Regions from separate parts of the Mus musculus genome. Here region 2 is linked to region 1. Evidence: chromatin contacts called from public promoter capture Hi-C data. All regions are on one chromosome and are shown on one strand. Each heading gives the region's core, a stretch centred on a gene start, on an enhancer-like site or on the middle of the called end of the contact. The rest is flanking DNA. Distances are from core to core; before and after follow the strand shown. Region 1 holds the start of C1galt1 (core 1 synthase, glycoprotein-N-acetylgalactosamine 3-beta-galactosyltransferase, 1). Region 2 has its middle 29 kb from the start of Gm35674.

What was found. Promoter capture Hi-C pulls out the DNA fragments that hold promoters and counts their contacts.
Region 2: a contact with region 1 is called in a promoter capture Hi-C map of liver, with 2.3 times the contacts expected there. The contact joins the enhancer-like site here to the promoter of C1galt1 in region 1. A contact is called at or near these places in 6 of 39 promoter capture datasets (the HPC-7 cell line, HPC-7-derived erythroid cells, cranial neural crest and 2 more), 3 of 115 datasets of contacts at active chromatin or transcription factors (embryonic stem cells, large pre-B cells and pro-B cells) and 1 of 9 other capture datasets (embryonic stem cells).

What each region holds. Positions count from the first base shown.
Region 1 is chr6:7,842,427-7,847,786 of GRCm38.p6, forward strand. It overlaps C1galt1 (core 1 synthase, glycoprotein-N-acetylgalactosamine 3-beta-galactosyltransferase, 1), which reads left to right and starts at 2,798. Exons shown (of 4, transcript NM_052993.3): 1 at 2,798-2,968.
Region 2 is chr6:8,860,993-8,866,352 of GRCm38.p6, forward strand. No RefSeq gene overlaps it. Among named protein-coding and RNA genes, the nearest start is that of Gm35674, 29 kb to the right of the region's middle. Within about 2 kb of position 3,074, at least 7 of the 459 cell types and tissues checked have an H3K27ac peak or open chromatin away from gene starts, as enhancers often do. A contact at or near this core is called in liver, where this site is marked.

The DNA.
Region 1 (5,360 bases), core at 1,548-4,047:
ACCTTCAAGGAGATAACTACATGGTTATCAAAGCTAAGTTCATCAAGGAATTGTTTATATCAGTAAGGACTTGGGGTATATCCTTTCATGAGAAAAGAATATGTGTCAAATACATAATTTGTGAACTAGTATGCACTCTTGTGAGATATTTTTTATTTTAGTTTTAGAGAAATGTTTAAAAGAAAACAAGACAGAACTTTTTGATTATTACATTATTTCATCCTATATCTGTACAACTTATCTGCATTTTTGTTTGGCTTACATGCTTTGAATCTGCATATGCATGTATTGTTTTCATAAAACAGTGACTCTTTTAAAAAAAAGAACACCAAAAACCTAAGGAAGGGAGTGGTCATTTGACCAATATTGTTTCTATTTCCATTCCTTTTTGCCTGTGATTTTGCTAAATATGACTATGCCTAAACTTAGAACTTATCCTTGGGGGTGTTTCTTATCTTTGTTAAAATGATGTTATTCTTTAGTCATTATAACTCTTAATAGAGTTCGGGACTCATAGAATTCTGAGGTTGGTTTTATATTTAGAACACTTGGACTTCCAGGCAGTTTTCTTTTACATTTATGCATGGCAATTTTTTTTTTTTTGTCTGTGTGTGGTGGAGTTAAGCCTGAGCAGGAGCTGAGAAAAAGAGAAGGATGGAGCTAAGGATGTCTGGGAGAGAAGTTGGAGGGCCATGGACCAGAGAAAGGGCACTCACCTGTTCTTCTTTTCTGGCCTGTCCTATCAGTTTCTCATTCTTTCCTCAATTTTCTCATCTGAAAAGGAGACCTTTGAATTCAAATCCCTAGCTTTGTTTCAAGTTTTAAACTTCCTTTGGAAGAATTTTTTTTGAGGGGGGGGGATTTATTGGTGCCGTTCAGTAGCTTCCTAAAACTACACACAATGAATTGGTTCATCACCTAGATCCCAGCCTACTATGGTTGGAATGTGGCTTTTCTTCCCCAGACTCTGATCTCGATTATCATGTGTTAGAGGGTGAGGCTAAGTAAAAGTGTTGATTTTGTTAGGACTCTCCCCTTACTTACCGAATGAACGACGATGAACGGCTCAATTCTTTCTTGTGACTAATGGATTAATGAATGAATGGGCTATTCAGTGACTGATATAAAATCGAGTTCGGCTAGGTCTCCAATATGCTTTCTGTTTCCTGCCGTGATATCTGGCTGGTTCACGACTTAATAAACAAAAATCACCACACACAGCTCCTTGTCTACAATCATAACCAGAATATACCTGTTCTTTACAACTTAGCATCTATAATAGTAGAGGCAGAAAGTGGATTCAGATAAAGCTTAAATGTCTTATTCCAAAACCCTCACTTTTAATAGCTATGCTGTGGTGTGCTCAGAACTGCATAGTTTGAACATTTATCAAGCAGGGCACAGTGTTTCCATCCGGGGGCCTGGCCTTGCAGATGATGGTTAAGGTCTCTAGATCTTACTTCCACTCCCTGCTGCCTCACCAGGTGGCAACCCACTTCCGTTGCTGCCACAAAGATAGCTTCTTGGTACACAGGACCTTTGCCAAAGCAGAGCAGACGAGTTTGTAAAACTCTCTCTCTCTCTCTTTTTTTTTTTTTTTTTTTTTTGGTTTTTCAAGACAGGGTTTCTCTGTATAGCCCTGGCTGTCCCGGAACTCACTTATTAGACCAGGCTGGCCTCCAACTCCCGAGTGCTAGGCGTGCACCACCACTCCCCGCTGAGTTTGTAAAACTCTTAAGTATTTGCCATAGCAGAACAGAAGTAAAATGCCATTACACACATTCCTCCAAGAGGCTTTCTGTCCGTTGTCACTATATGAGTTCTCTGTTCTTCTGAGGCACACATCTGGTTACAGAGCACTCTTCATTATGCCAAATCTCTTGTTATTAAGGATAGAGGAATGCTGTGAAAGGAAAAGAGGCAAAAAAAAAGGGGGGGGGGGCTAAGATTGGGTTAGAGGTCAGCGTGACGTTGAGGTTTGTTCCACAGACAACAGTTTAAAAGGCAGTTCTTTACTTGTACTCCCTGCTAATTTCGCTTTCTGCTTTCCTGAGAGAATTAGAACACTCAACCTCACCAGAAGGGGGCTAAAAAAACCCTGAGCTCGGGGAAGCCGGGACTTCCCAGCCCACTCCGCAGGAGGGCGGGGCAAACACCCGGCGGCCAATCCCCGCATCCGCAGGTCGCGGTGTCCCCGCCCACTCTGCCCAGGCCCCGCCCTTCCCCGGGGCTGCTGCTGCTGCTGCAGCTGCTGCAGCCGGGACGTCAGCATCTCCGAGACCCCTGGGTGGCGGCTGCGCAGTAGGCGGGCCGTGGTCCAGGCCGCGCGGTCGGGAGGGGCGGAGCGAGCGGCGGGAGCGAGCGGCAGGAGCGCGCGCCGGGCCCGCCTCGGCCGCCGCCGCCGCCGCCGCCGCCGGGAGATGATCTGGGCGGCCGCGGGCGGCCCAGGCTAGCGGCCCCTGCCCGTGCTGCGGCGGGCCAGGGCAGCGAAGGTCGCGGGTGGGGGGTCGTCCTCCTCCCCGCCTCCGGGAGGGGCGAGAGGGAGCCGGGGCTGATGTCAGGGACGGCGGGCGGAGGCGCCCGAGGGCTGCGGGTCCAGGGGCTCGGCTGCCGGCGGCAGGGCGACTGAGGGTTCGGGAACGCCGCCCGGGTCCGCGTCCCCGTCCGCGCCGGCGCGGCCAAACAGGTGTCTCGGGCGGCGGGCGAGCGGCCACCCTCGCGCTCTCCGCGGCCCGGCGTGTCCGGCCCGAGGCGCCCGGGGCGGGCCAGCGCCGAGCGGTCCTGCCCGCCGCCCCGCCCCGGGCCTCCGCGCGCCCGGCGCCCGCCAGCTGTGTGCACTCAGGTGCGGGCACCTTCCGGCCGCAACAGTCCCGAGTGCCCGCCGCCGTTGGACCGTCAGCTTTGTCTGGAGCTGGTCGGTTATGGTTGGAACTTTCCCTGCCCTTCGTTGACTGAGTGAACCAGCCAGGTGTGTTGGGGGCTTGCTACGCGCAGGATTTAAAAAAAAAATGTTTTTTGTTTTTTCTTTTTCCTTTGGTAACAAAGTGTGATGGCTTTCCTAGATGTTGGCTAGTTAAACAAAGTGCTTTGACTTTAGATAGATACTCTTCTAAATTAACTAATTTAAGAGTGAGGATCGGGGATTAATGCTTTTGAGCTCTGTCCACACTTCTTACTAGTGGCGTGGGACTTAGAATATTCTAAGATCCCTTACTTCCTGGAAAAAAAATTTTTTTTTTCCAATCTAGATCTTTGTATTCACGGTATTTCCTTTTAGTACATACTGTCAAAAGATGTATTCTGAGTTAAAAAGTTACAAAGTTAGAACTTCAGTGCTTCAGACTGAGTAGGCAACGCGGAAGGGACAGAAGTTTGGTAATTTGCAGGAAGTTGAGGATAGACCACAGATAGCTCAGCCTGGTGCCAAGAAAAAAATGCTGTGCACACTACAAGTTGTTTGATTCTGGTGGAAGTTTGGATTTGGAAGTGGAAACTTGAGTTTTTAGAAGGTATTTATAAACGGTACAATTTTCCAGTTCCTTATCAGATAAATGTCAGACGAGCCTTGTGCACACGATATTGTGTGCTCTAAGCATTGTATAGCATTTCTGCCAGCTGTAGTATATATTTTTGTCCAGTTTAAATGAATATAAGGTTTGAAGTTACCAAACAGTTAACTCTTTTCACCATATGTTCAGTAAAACTGACTTAGGAAGGCAAGTATGACTCACTGAAAAGTCAGCATTAGTGGACAACTAACTTTAGTGTTTCAGATTTTCTTGAAATTTATGTTTTCCTCTATCTTTTTACTCAGGACTCAGCAGTTTACAAATGCTTTGTGGTCATTTCCCACTTAAACTCCCTCTCCCTACATTGTGCTCTTAAAAAAAAAATCAGCCTACAGTTGTGGATAACTTTAATATCAAGCAGTTTAAAAGTACATATAATGAGTTAATGTTTGGCTAATTGTATTCAAAAGTATGTGCTGTATATTGCTTGTGTGTTGATTTTGCTGAAATGAAAATTGTGTTATTCAGCTTAACTATAAACTCATGATAATATAAAGTCAAATCTTTGGTGAAAGTAGTGGTTGGAATTTTGTTGCAATTTATTTATGAATCAAATGTGAATTGAAATTGTTACCTTAATGCTCCTGTTTACCTATTACATTCAAAAGTTGGCTTTTCGGTACAGATATTTTAAAAGGACTTTGAGATTTTAACAACTAGCTTGAAATAAAAGAAAGATACATGTTTTTAATTACCAAATCTGGTGGGACTAAGGTCTTTTTAAAAATTAAAAATTTAAATTAACATGCCAAGTGGTGAGATTCATATATACGTTGGTCATTATACTTTGGTTTTATTCGCTTAAAGAAAACAAGACTTGCTGCATAAAATGTGAAGTTGGCCTTTTATCTTTCAATCCAATAAGAAACAAATGATAAAGTGTACTTAATTTTTTGCATATAATTGAAATGTCACTCCCCACCTGGTGTTGGGGGTGGGGCGGTGTAAGTCACTCAGCTGCAACTGTTTTTTTTTTTTTTTTTCCTGTTAGGTGTGAAACAGGAAGCTGTTCTTTATGAATCAGGGAGTCCCATTTGAAGGTGGAGACACCAAACAGAAACTTAAAACAAATTATCTTGCACCTGCAGTATGAAGTGTAGTAAGGGCCTGGGGAGGCAGTATTAAAGAGACTCTGGATTTGGAAATCTGACTGTTTTTACAATGAAAGCTGTCTGCTGAAGCACATCTTGACTATGGATGAATTGAAATATATAGAACTCCGTGTGGCCACTTGCATTCTTGTTTGCTATGTTAGTTTTCTGAGGCTACCAACAACGGCCCATTTGAGACGCTGGCAAAGCTGCACTGCTCCAGAGGTTCTAGAATCTACCGTTACTGCAAGCTCTGTGTCTAAGGGTGTCCTTTGCTTTCTTTTACACCACCCCAGCCTCTGCCCCTGTGATCACAAGGCATCGTCTCTGTGTAGCTCTGCAAGCAGGGAACTTGTGAGAAATGCACATTTTCAAAGTTCTCTTGACTGGGGATGGAATGCTTTGCTTTAAGGTGGGAAACAAGTGAAGTGAAAAAAAAAATATGAGGCTGCGAGTGCCAGCTGGAGGTCAGTGTAGGATGTCCAGGGAAGACCCCTGTGAAGGACATAGCAGAAACAGTGTGCAAGGAGCCGAGCCAGGGATGCCTGAGCAGGGTGTTGCAGCAGAGACCAGCAAGACCCTGGTGTGTGAAAGGAGACAGCAGAGTCTAAAGTTAAAACCCAGTGGGGAAAGCGGTATAGGCAGTATTGAAGACAGGTCATTTTAAGGTTTGGGCTTTTTAAAATGAGGCTAGGCAGGT
Region 2 (5,360 bases), core at 1,824-4,323, 1.0 Mb after region 1:
TTGAAGTCTTGAAAAGGTCACATACTCAGCCTCATCTTTGTCCTAGTCCCTCATGAGCATGTTGTGACTGGTGACAAAGCTTTTTGATACATCAAGTCTCAGTGCTTGGAGTCTCCAGCAGTAGTCACCCCCCCCCTTTTTTTTATTAGGTATTTTCTTCATTTACATTTCAAATGCTATTACAAAAGTCCTCTAGACCCTCCCCCCCCAACCCACTCCCCAACCCACCCACTCCCACTTCTTGGCCCTGGTGTTCCCCTGTACTGAGGCATATAAAGTTTGCAAGACCAAAGGGCCTCTCTTCCCAATGATGGCCGACTAGGCCATTTTCTGATACATATGCAGCTAGAGACATGAGCTCTGGGGGAGGGGGGGTACTGGTTAGTTCATATTGTTGTTCCACATAAAGGGCTGCAGACCCCTTTAGCTCCTTGGGTACTTTCTCTAGCTCCTCCATTGGGGGCCCTGTGTTCCATCCAATAGCTGACTGTGAGCATCCACTTCTGTGTTTGCCAGACACTGGCATAGCCTCACAAGAGAAGCTATATCAGGGTCCTTTCAGCAAAATCTTGCTGGCCTATGCAATGGTGTCAGCGTTTGGAGGCCGATTATGGGATGGATCCCCAGGTATGGCAGTCTCTAGATGGTCCATCCTTTCATCTCCGCTCCAAACGTTGTCTCTGTAACTCCTTCCATGGCTGTTTTGTTCCCAATTCTAAGAAGGGGCAAAGTGTCCACACTTTGGTCTTCATTATTCTTGAGCTTCAATAGTCACATATAATATAAAATATCTTGGTGTGACTCTGACTAAGGAAGTGAAAGATCTATATGATAAGAACTTCAAGTCTCTGAAGAAAGAAATTATAGAAGATCTCAGAAGATGGAAAGATCTCCCATGCTCATTGATTGGCAGGATCAAAATAGTAAAAATGGCTATCTTGCTAAAAGCAATCTTCAGATTCAATGAACTCCCCATCAAAATTCCAACTCAATTCTTCAACGAATTAGAAAGAGCAATCTGCAAATTCATCTGGAATAACAAAAAACCTAGGATAGCAAAAACTCTTCTCAATGATAAAAGAACCTCTGGTGGAATCACCATGCCCGACCTAAAGCTGTACTACAGAGCAATTGTGATTAAAAACTACATGGTACTGGTATAGTGACAGATAAGTAGACCAATGGAATAGAATTGAAGACCCAGAAATGAACCCACACACCTATGGTCACTTGATCTTTGACAAGGGACCAAAAACCATCCAGTGGAAAAAAGACAGCATTTTCAACAAATGGTGCTGGCACAACTGGCGGTTATCATGTAGAAGAATGCAAATTGATCCATTCCTATCTCCTTGTACTAAGGTCAAATCTAAGTGGATCAAGGAACTCCACATAAAACCAGAGACAGTGAAACTTATAGAGGAGAAAGTGGGGGAAAGTCTCGAAGATATGGGCACAGGGGAAAAATTCCTGAATAGAACAGCAATGGCTTGTGCTGTAAGATGGAGAATCGACAAATGGTACCTCATAAAATTACAAAGCTTCTGTAAGGCAAAAGACACCGTCAATAAGGCAAAAAGGCCACCAACAGATTGGGAAAGGATCTTTACCAATCCTAAATCAATAGTCACTTTTTTAACTTGGAAGTTTCCCAGTAGCAGAAATAGTCATATCTCTTTTACTTCAGTGTGCAAATTACTTGAGGTTTTCCTGAGTTTATGTATTTATAATCTTTTCAAACACAGCCATAACTTGTAAATACATTTCTTCTAAGCCACATGGATTCCAAGCATTTTAGATTATTAGGAATTAATTTTCTCCAAATATCATTAAAAGACACTGTCCTTTTTTTCTAGCCTCTAACATTGGATTTCTTTCTATTTTTTATTTAATTGCTAAGTTATCACTATATATTTTAGGCTTTTTAAATCTCTCTCTCTCTCTCTCTCTCTCTCTCTCTCTGTAGTTCTTGCTGTCCTGGAACTCACTCTATAGACCAGGCTGGTCTCAAACTCAGAGATCCACCTGCCTCTGCTCCCAGTGCTGGAAGTAAAGGCATGTGTTAGCACCACCTGACTATTTTTTTCTTGATATAAGTTATGAATTTGTTAGGAGTGGCTGGAATCTCTGTGTAAACAAATATCCCCATTCCAACACACTTGCTAGCCTTAATGCAGTTTCCTTTGTTTATATAAAATTAATCTCCATGATTCTGTCTCATTTCACTGTGGATCATGGGTATATGGGATTGTTAGATCAGAATGGGGAAAACAGAACAGAAGTTTAAGAAGACATTGGGTGCTTAGTAATTTTAAATTTATTTTGATCTTTATTTTTAATTTTATGTGTGTGGGTGTTTTGCCTGCATGTTATCTGTGCATGTATATACATGTAGTAGCCCTGGAGGCCAAAGAGGGCATCTGGATCCCCTGGAACTGGAGTTACTGAAGTTTTTGTGTGTTCTGGGAATTGTTCCTCTTGAGGGGCAGTCAATGTTCTTAATCATTGAGGCATTTCTCCAACACCCACAATGACATTTTAGAAACGCTACGATCATTAGTTTCCCAATTCTGAAAGGGTAAAAATAATAGAAAAATGTTTTATCAGGTGAAAATTAACAATAAAATTGATAGTAGATAAACACATTCTCCCCTAAGTCACAATCATATTTAGATTTTTTTTTTTTTTTTTTTTTTTTTTTTGCATAGGATACGGAATGAGTATTCACTTTTCTCTGGTTGTTTATTGGTAGACACAAAGCACAGACATTTAAATTTGTTATAGACTTGATGGTAGTACTTCCAGCAACCTAACTAGACTGGCAAGATAGAGATGCTAGAATCATTTTCTTCTTTGATTATGTGGAAATAGGAATACATTCCTACTATTTCTGGTACACAGAGAACCTTGAATACTGTTTTTCAAGAGAACAGAGGAACAAAAGTTTGAAAAATTGAATGAGTACAATGACCAGCTCTGGATTAGTTATTAATTAACAAAGCCTAACCAGGTTTTCTAATGCTCCACTAATCCTGCTTCCAAGCAACTTCAGAATCCAGGCTTATATTTGTGGTATAAATATTGTCTTTAGCGTTTCATAACAGAAAGAAAGCAGATGGCCTTTGGAAGGGGCTTATACTGCACTTTTAACTGTGTTTCTGTTTGGCTCTTAGATGCAGGCACAAAGGTTGCCAGAGCCTTAATTTCAAACTGCGTCATTTAATAAAATACAATAAGGAGAATTAAGAAACAAGACCGGGGGAACATTCTGCTTATTATCTTTGCATTGAGAGGACTGTTTTCCCCATCAGTTGCCAATGATGGATTTTTTTTTCTTTTTCCTTTTTGTCTGGGCATGATTACGTTACTCAATGAGAGGAGTGTGAAGTGCCACTTTAAAGCTAAACATTCAATTCCTCCTAATTCACAAGGGAGAGAAGGGTCAAGTTATGCAGCTGGGAAGTGACGTTTCTTCCCAACAGCTGTCATTGAAGAGACACGTGCAAACCGTAGAAGTCATTTGTCACAAGAACCCCATCCAGAATTTGGATATGTGTGTCTCACTTGCTAACGTGACATGAAATAGTGAAGCTTTCAAAATCAAGTGCAGAAACTTCCTTGTGTTGACATGGGCAAAATAAAATGAAAAGCGTTGGCAATTACATGGATAAATCAGCCCCAAAGTAAGCAACCACTGAGAGAAAAAGTTCCTTTGGCTCGATTATTCACAGTGACTGTTCCTGCTCATTACTTTATCAAGGTAATGAATTTTATCCAATACTTTACTTTGTCAGTATAGATATATCTTTAGTCTACGAATTTGAATGACTTTTTGATATTTTTCTTTCACTAGAAATTATAATAGGAATGGAATGAGGAAGAACTACATTGAAAGATGGCCACTGAAGCTATGATAAGAGTCTAAGATAATTTAAACTCCATTATTCAATAGCTATCAGATAGGACTATTGGATTGGAGCTAAGGAAGGATATGTGAAATCGTCAGAATCAAAAATTTTCTAAGTAATCTGCCTTCCTTGTTCAGTGGCCTATTACCCAAGAGATTCTTGGTCTGTAGGTCTCAGATGGGTTTCTGGTCATTTGACAACTTGCTAAATGATCCTGCAAGCTTCATCAGGATTTATATAAGGATCCATATACTTTTACATATAGATCTGTTGCCTTTCTGTATTGTAGAAAATATATAATCTCAATCTGGGCTTCTACCCCACCTTTGATCATTCAGTTCCTGAATAAAGGACACATAACTTTTATTACTTACAATAAGCCTTAATCAGCACTAGAGCTGGGCAGATATATACCCTCTATTACAATCTACTTTTCTACCATTAACCCAGAGTTACTACTTATTATGTTTCATCTGGGCCAGCTCTCATGGACATGCTTTCTTGAATCCCAACCCATGGTGTCATTCTCATCTCTCGCTACTTTCTTCTCTCTCTCATCATGGTCTTCTCCAACCCCAAGGCCAGGAACACCAAGCCCTGCCTATTTCAATACTTCCCAACTATAAGCTGTAGGCATCTCTATTCACCAATCAGAAATACCATGAGGGCAAGGTCACATAGCATCACTTGGGTCTATGTCTCTGGGGCAACCAGGACTTGGGAACCAGCACTTAGCATTACAATGCATAGCAACAGACAAAATCTCAACATTTCTGTACTTTTACACTCCTTATTTATGTTCAAAGAGGTGAAAAATTGAAATACAAAAATGAGGCAGAGGTGACAGAGCTCTATGAGTTCAAGGTCACCCTGATCTGCACAGTGGGTTCCAGTCTATCCAGTTGGTAAAGTGTTTAATCATACAAGCATGAAGGCCAGAATTCAATCCCCAGCATCCACATAAAAAAGCTGGGAAAGGATCACGGGGCTGTAATCTCAGAACGGAGGAATAGAAACAGGAGGATGCCTGGGCCTTGCTGGTCTAGTCTTGGTGAGATCCAAGTTCAGTGAGTGACCTTGTCTCAAAAATGTAAGTTGGTAAGCCACCTAGGAAGATATCTAATGTTGACTTTTGGCCCTCACATGCATGTCCTTATATGTGTACATGCATCTGGAGAGAGAGAGAGAGAGAGAGAGAGAGAGAGAGAGAGAGAGAGAGAGAGAGAGAGAGAGAGAGAGAAGCAATGTCAGTTTATACAACTCCTTATCTTATTCTTGAGCTTCAACTTGGAAGCTTAACGTGCTTTCTCTCTTTAGCCATCTTTCCCGTTTCTTCCAGAACCATCAGGATCCCGGTCAGTATGTCAGAAGCTTATCAGAGGTCAAGAGAAGTATATGATGCACTTAGCAGATTACCTCAAGTGATCTGTTCAGCTCAGGGACTCTTAAACA